Regions from separate parts of the Mus musculus genome. Here region 1 is linked to region 2. A link is a contact called in public HiChIP or PLAC-seq data. All regions are on one chromosome and are shown on one strand. Each heading gives the region's core, a stretch centred on a gene start, on an enhancer-like site or on the middle of the called end of the contact. The rest is flanking DNA. Distances are from core to core; before and after follow the strand shown.

Evidence for each region. HiChIP or PLAC-seq counts read pairs in DNA pulled down with a chosen protein or histone mark.
Region 1: a contact with region 2 is called in an H3K4me3 HiChIP or PLAC-seq map of bone marrow-derived macrophages, with 2.6 times the contacts expected there. The contact joins two enhancer-like sites. A contact is called at or near these places in 2 of 484 Hi-C or Micro-C datasets (CD4 T cells and peritoneal macrophages) and 1 of 115 datasets of contacts at active chromatin or transcription factors (bone marrow-derived macrophages).

The regions. Positions count from the first base shown.
Region 1 is chr2:6,706,198-6,709,673 of GRCm38.p6, forward strand. All of the region lies in intron 2 of Celf2 (CUGBP, Elav-like family member 2), which reads right to left. Among named protein-coding and RNA genes, the nearest start is that of Celf2, 180 kb to the right of the region's middle. Within about 2 kb of position 1,299, at least 128 of the 459 cell types and tissues checked have an H3K27ac peak or open chromatin away from gene starts, as enhancers often do. A contact at or near this core is called in bone marrow-derived macrophages, where this site is marked.
Region 2 is chr2:6,467,362-6,470,945 of GRCm38.p6, forward strand. All of the region lies in intron 1 of Gm13391 (a long non-coding RNA gene), which reads left to right. Among named protein-coding and RNA genes, the nearest start is that of Gm13391, 3.1 kb to the left of the region's middle. Within about 2 kb of position 2,005, at least 10 of the 459 cell types and tissues checked have an H3K27ac peak or open chromatin away from gene starts, as enhancers often do. A contact at or near this core is called in bone marrow-derived macrophages, where this site is marked.

The DNA of each region.
Region 1 (3,476 bases), core at 49-2,548, 240 kb after region 2:
GTCAATAAATAGAACCACACATAAGAAGCGCCTCAGTTCTGTACATTTTGGAGTGCTAACAGACATCACAGCAGGATTGTGGGTAGAGCAAACATCTTTTTTAAAAAAAAGGTGTGTGTGGACAACTTGGTGACGTCTGTCCTTACCGACCCCTTTCATGTGGGTCCTGGGGATCAAACTCAAATCATCAGCCTTGTCCAACAAGCACACTTAACCAACGAGTCATCTTGCCAGCCCAAGTGAAAACTTCCTTTTTAGCTGTGCTGAGTAGAGGTTAGGTGCAGCCTTCCCTGAAACCTAGTAAGTTCTACTATTAGAAGTCTGGTTTTTAGTGTGTATCTGGCAAGGTAATGCACACATCGAAAATGAACACAGAACAGTACTGATATTCTTTTGTTTGATTTGTACATTACTATTGTTAATATCATTTCTTTGGTCACAGCTTTAAAAAAGAATGTTACAATTCCCCTTTCTATAATACATACATGCATGTGCAAGCACAGACAAACACAAATTCAACTATAAAATGGTACACTCTACTCCAATTTCTAAAAGAGTATTAAAACGCTGTGGACCTAGACCACGCTGTCCTTGTATTTCCAGGCTACCTCACACTGTCTATCACATAGGGATGGCAGTGTAAGCGCACAGATGTACAGAAGCTTGTGCCTGCTTGGTGAGAATAACTAAAAACGGGTAAGCTAGTGCTAAGCCACAAAGTAGAGCTCATTTCATTCAGTCAGTCTTCGGAGAATTTTGAATGTCTCTCTCATTCTAGACACTGATCGAGGCATAGGAGTTTTTGGAATACAAAAGACATTCTTCTAACAAGAAATGTATGAAGATTTATGAAAATAAGTCTTAAAAACTCAAAAAGATTTTCAAAGTGTTCATCGAGCTTTGATTTTTAACAGTATAATATTATATGACTCTTTTTATTTGAAAAAAAAAATGCCAGGAACAAAAAAGATGGAGGCTAAGCTGCCTTTTGAACTTCATATACACTATTAAGGTTAAATCAAGGTCACAAGAAACACACATGGTTTAGGTAAAAGAAGCAAGAACATTAAAAATTACTCTGAAAGATGTGTTAGATTTTAAGACTAGATCAGCAATTTTCCTGGGATTATAAACTCTGTTCAAACATACCACTTAATCTTTGTTTCAGGTTCCTGTTCTATAAAAGAGGGTCCATTTTCCTGAGGGGGGGAGGGGGAGTGGTTGAGGGCAAAGGAGGATGCAGTGTGGTTTAACGGTTTCCTGACTTTAAAGTCCTCTCAAAGCACAGTGTTTTCATTGCAGACATGTGATGGAGAGTCGGTAGCACAGGACTGTTGCTAGGGCAGCTCACCACAGTTCTATTCACTCTCATGCAGCTCCTTGGCTGATGCATGGTGAAGGAAGCCAGAGCCAGTATCTCTTCCTTATCTCCCAAGCATCCCAGTCCTGAGGATGTGTGGCAGGTCCACACACTAGTGATGAGCTTGGTTAGACAACCACATTCTGCCATGGCACTGAGCTTGGTTAGACAACTAGGTTCTGCCATGGCACTCCCCTTTTGTTTCTTAAATGATCTCAAACTTATTGGCCTTGGGACTTAACTCTAAAGTCTGGCATGTCTGGCTTAAAAGCAGTGCTTCCAAACACAGATTAAAGCACAATTAGATAAAGACTAAAACCTAAAAGAAGCAATTTTTAAATGTGGTATATTTACTCATTACCCTTTCTTAAGTCTTTTTCTACCTTCACTCAGATTAGAGCAAAGTCTTGGCTTCCAGAAGCATTTTCTCTGAAGAGTCATAGGCTTGTGGAAAGACTGTGTTTTCCACTTCTCGAGTTGAACAACTCACACTGGACTCACAAAACAGCTAAGGCCTGTCACCATCTGGCAGCTGTATGATGGCCTGTGTAAAATGAACTGCTAGTCACAGTTGAGCTCCCGTTTGACAGATGTCCACTTCACAAAGAGAGTAACACACTCAGCAGCCTGGTTGGCGAGGAGTGGGGACTGGGCCTGGAAATGGCACTTACTTTTCTCTGCCTAACTGGGTTGCTTAGTAAAAGACCAAGTGACACTGCAGTAGGACAGAGGGCACGCAGCAGGTAATGTGGCAAGAGCTCCCAGTCAAAGTTTACCTTCTCCCAGGAACCCTGTGCTGCTGTTTGTTTGTTTATTACTTGTTTTAATCAGGCTGTGTGAATTGAGCTACACATGGTTGCCCTCTAAGGCCACTGTTAAAACACATCAGCTTCCCTCAGGATCGATGGAGATTGTAACTGCCCACAAACCTCTCCTCCCCTTTCATTACAGTATGGGGGAAATGTTTTGGAAACAGCAGGAGCTAAAAGATCTCCTTATCCTGTCCTGGGTTAATCAGTATCATCACCAAAGTGAACAAGTTACTTAAGGAGTCGGAAAGAGAAAGGACAAAATGGCCCTTCACTATAAAATGTAATTCCTTATTGAGTATTTTACAAAAGACTTTAAAATATATACAAATAAACAAACCCCCCAAAGTCCAGTTTTGTTTTGTCCCACTGAAGCATGTTGCTCAGTGTCAACACTGAAGCTGGATGCTCCCTGTCTCTATTAGGAGCAGGGAGAAGGACAATGTGCCTGGAGGGCAGCAGTGGTGTGCACAATGTAGTTGTTCTTTCACTGGTTACTCTCAATGCAGTCAAGCATGTGGGTTATATTTTCTTTTAAATAAACCCATATTCTGTTGCTAAACATTCTCACAGACATAAAGAAAACAAATACCAAACTAAGCTGATTTAAAGAAGAACCTTCAAAAGTCCTGTGGAAAGTGAGAATGATTAGCCATATTCACTTTCTTATGCAGCCATGCTCATGTACACGTGTGTGTGTGTGTGTGTGTGTGTGAAATATGGCAACAGGACCAATTCCGAATTACTAGCATTTATCATAATATTTTCCTAGTAAACACAATTTAAATCTTTCTGGAAGGGATACATGTATTAGATAATATATGTTTTAGAGAAATGTATCTATCAAAACTGTTAACACATTTACTTCCTTTTCAGTGTTGTGGTTCCTGTAAGAATTTTCTTCCCCCAAAACGAGGTCTCTGAAAACAGTGTTGGTTCTGGGTAGGGAGAAGGGGCTAAGAAACAAACTAGCCTCTCAGTGAGATGACTTCTCATTACTGACATAGTTCTTAGAGATTCCTGCCACCCAAGTCAGTGAACCTCCTCTACTGCAGAGAACACAGATGTAAAACCAACTGCTGTCTTCAAAAGTAGACAATAGCTGGCAGCAAGAGAGGTGTGCAACAGCTAACCAAGTAACTGGCATAAGCAACGAAACGTGGTTCAGAAGGAACGTGTTGCTGAGAGTTCAGTTGTAATGTCAATTTTGAACAAACCATAAAGTCAGCATGTAAATGATAAAAATTTAAACCTGAAAATCCTCAGAAAATATTAAATAATATTAAACAGTCCAATATGTAGAGGGA
Region 2 (3,584 bases), core at 755-3,254:
TCATTATTGAGGATTCCTTCACCTGGTTCTTCTAGACTGTGTCTTCCTAGGTGGCCCTGTTTGGCCTGGAACTCACAGAGACCTGCCTGCCTCTGCCTCTCAAGCAGGATTAAAGGTGTGTGCCACATAATTCCTGCCTTTCACTTTGTTCTCTGACTCTTTGTTCCACTTTGTCCCTCACTGGGACCTGGGCTTCACAGAGTAAGCTAGGTCCACCAGCCATCTTCTTGTTTCTGACTCCAGCACTGGGGTTATGAGCATATGACATTATGTCTATAGTTTTAGGATGGTGCTGGGTTCAAACTCAGGCCCCACGCTGACAAGTAGTTTGCTAACGAGCTACCCACCCACCCTGTTTATAACTATTAAATATACACAGAATATAGGCCTCGGTCTTCTTGTCATTAATTAAATTATTTTGAGGTCTGATCAAAGCACAGTTCTGTTTTTTAAAGGGTCTATCATTTAGAGTTACAGATTAAGACACAGACGAAATGAGATAAGTATTGGAATAATTATGGGTGAGAAGAAGCAGATGATATAGTCAAACAAGACTGGCTATGTGTTGAAAATGAGCTAAGTCAGGGATTATCAGGCATTTAAATGTGCTTCAACTCTTCCACTTTTCAAAAGGTGTATTTTTTAGGGACTGGGGACATGGCTCAGTTGGTAACGTGCTCAGTTCAGATTCCATCACTGTGTCAAAGTCAGGCATGGCGGTAGATGTTTGTTATTATAGATGTGGGGTGGGGGTAGGGTGGGATGGGGGGCTAGTTTATAGAGCTTATTGGCCAGCTGACTACCTGCATTGCTGAGCTCCAGGTTTGGAGAGAGCATAAAATAGAAAGCAGCGGAGGGAGACAAGTGACATTGCCTCTGTCCTCCACATACCACAGGTGAGCACATGTCTGCGTGCAAACCATGCACACACCCATGGGGACGTGTAGACACACCACACCACGCCATACTTCTTAATAACTTGAAAAATATTTTTATTGGTATATGTGTGTGTGTGCGTGCGTGCGTGCGTGCATATGCATGTATGATGCCCACGAACAAGTGTATGTGGAAGGCACAGTGTATACTGAGCTGTTTTCTGTCCTGTGAGTGTGATGTCAGTGTTCATCACTCCTCGGGTGCTGGGCTGTTGTTGTACAGGGGCCTTATTTCCCAGTGGAGGAGATTAAGGCTCACTGAGGACCCAGAGTCTTCCTGGAACCCAGCAGGGCATGTGAGGGAGGCTGAACCCAAGGCAGCAACAGTGGCTCTCCTGTGTCTCTCTGCCTAGTGCCACCTCCAGGTGACCCTATGGCTTCCTGGGCAGCAATAGCTTCATGTGGAGAAATCAGCACACTTGCGGGCTCAGCAGTCCTCTGATCGTGGTGTTTGGAGCCCAAAAGGGAAGGGGACTTAACCACCCTGAGCAGCCCACCCACCGCATGCCTCAGCAGGCTTTCCCCCAACATGGGAATGACTGATTGATTCCGGGAGACAAGCCGGCTGGTTCACATTGCCCGAGGAGATTTTCCTTATTGTCTTGTTTTGGGTTGTTGTTGTTTTCCCATTGGCTGGAAATTTAGAACATGCCACTCTAGGGCAAAGAATTCTCAGAACTCTACCCAGTGATTGCTAAGCTAATTTGCTGTCATAGCAACTTTAGAGTTTGCTCCACCTCCTCTCTTTTCCTGGAGACAGGTTAGTCTCAAACTCAGTACCCTCGAGCCTCAGTCCCTTGAGTGCAGGGATTGCAACCCCCAGATACCACCACATCTCTAAGCGGCCTCTGAATTTTACAGCCTCGCTTTACCTGAGGCTCACACACACCTGTGAGGACAACAGCCACTGTTGTCATCTGAAAGTAGACAACAGCGGCGTGAATGAGTCAAGGTCTCAGCCAGGTTTTACAGAGTTAGGGAGGGAGATAGAAGACAGTAGGTCCCTAGACGGCAGTTCAGTGCTTGCTTCTGGCAAATGCTAGTCTGCAATGCGCCACCTAGTGGCAGGATTCACATACAGGCTCAAGTGCGCCTCATTAGAATGACTTCAATCTACATGTGGACAGGAACACAGCGTCTTCTGTCTTGTCACTCTGCTGACCTTTACGCTGAGTCCACTGTTGAGCTAGAAACTGAGTCGCTCTTTCACGTTGCTGTCCACAGGAAGGAAGAAAGGAAGGGTAGGGCAAGCAATGTCCACTGAAAACAAACAGTGCATTCGGGTAGCTACAGCATCCCCTCTGCTGATAGCCCTCAGACCAGTGCTGGTCAGGCAGTGCATGCATAGCCAGGGCTTAGAATGAGCTCAGATGAAAGGTAGTCAAGAGCCGGGCGTGGTGGCACATGCCTTTAATCCCAGAACTTGGGAGGCAGAGGCAGGTGGATTTCTGAGTTTGAGGCCAGCCTGGTCTACAAAGTGAGTTCCAGGACAGCCAGAGCTATACAGAGAAACCCTGTCTCAAACAACAACAACAACAACAGCAACAACAACAACAACAACAACAACGAAAGGAAGGAAGGAAGGAAGGAAGGAAGGAAGAAAGAAAGAAAGAAAGAAAGAAAGAAAGAAAGTAAGTTAGTTAAGAAGGAAACTTACTTAGAAGAGGAGGACATCTTCTGTGCTGACGCAGTGTCTGGTCCAGTTACACATGACCCACCCACCCCTCCACACAGCTGGTTCTGTCCAGATCCTGTGCGATCTTGTCCATCCAGCCCACATCCAGGCTCCTCTTGGTCTGGAATCCTCGACCCCAGAGGCAAACTGGTCCACCTCTTTCTTTCTAGTCTGCTTCTCAGTGACAAGGAAGGCACTAGTGGGATAGGGCAAGGGAGCCTTGGATATTAAAGTTTTGTCTCCACAGGATCCCTGGGGACCCGAGGTCCATGCCCACACTGTCTTCTAGCCACAAGAGTGACTTCTTTGCCTGCAGGATTGGGTTAGAGTCATTCCATCACAGCTAACTTCCAGTCTACATAAGACGTTTCTTCCTGCAAATGGTCTGTAACTTACACAAACCACTTTGTGGGTCAGAATCTAGCTAGTCACACGTAACTGCAGTGGGTTCTGGGAAGTATACTTTCTAATCTGCAGGTCATACACCCAGCTGTCCTTAGTAAAGGGTTTCATTGATTAAGAGAGGAAGGGAAGAAGTAGTGAGGTACAGTTCAGCGTTTGTGCCCCCTCTAGCCTGGGATGTAATTCCCTGTAATCTTTACTGTCCAGAAACGAGGCATTTTCTGTATCTCAGAATCCTGCCACCAGCCCAGACGTCATAAGAGCATTCATTGGAATGCTATCCTTTCTTTAGGTTGGGCACTGAAACGAAGGGTCCCACTAGTCCAGATCATTGGTAGCTATAACAACAGACTGCCTGTCATTTATCCGGCTTCCATTTTGTGCTAATTACTCTTTGAAATGATCTCCATTGGCTCAATCTTCACAGCCCCCCTGGGGGCACGTATTCAGACAACTCTGTTCTCTGTCAGGAGAGGCTTCTAAAGGCCAAAATTTAGGGACCTTTCTCACCACCTCTCTAATTCCCCAGGTTTGCTCCGACCCAGTCCCTTAGGAAGAAGGTGAGAAGGTGG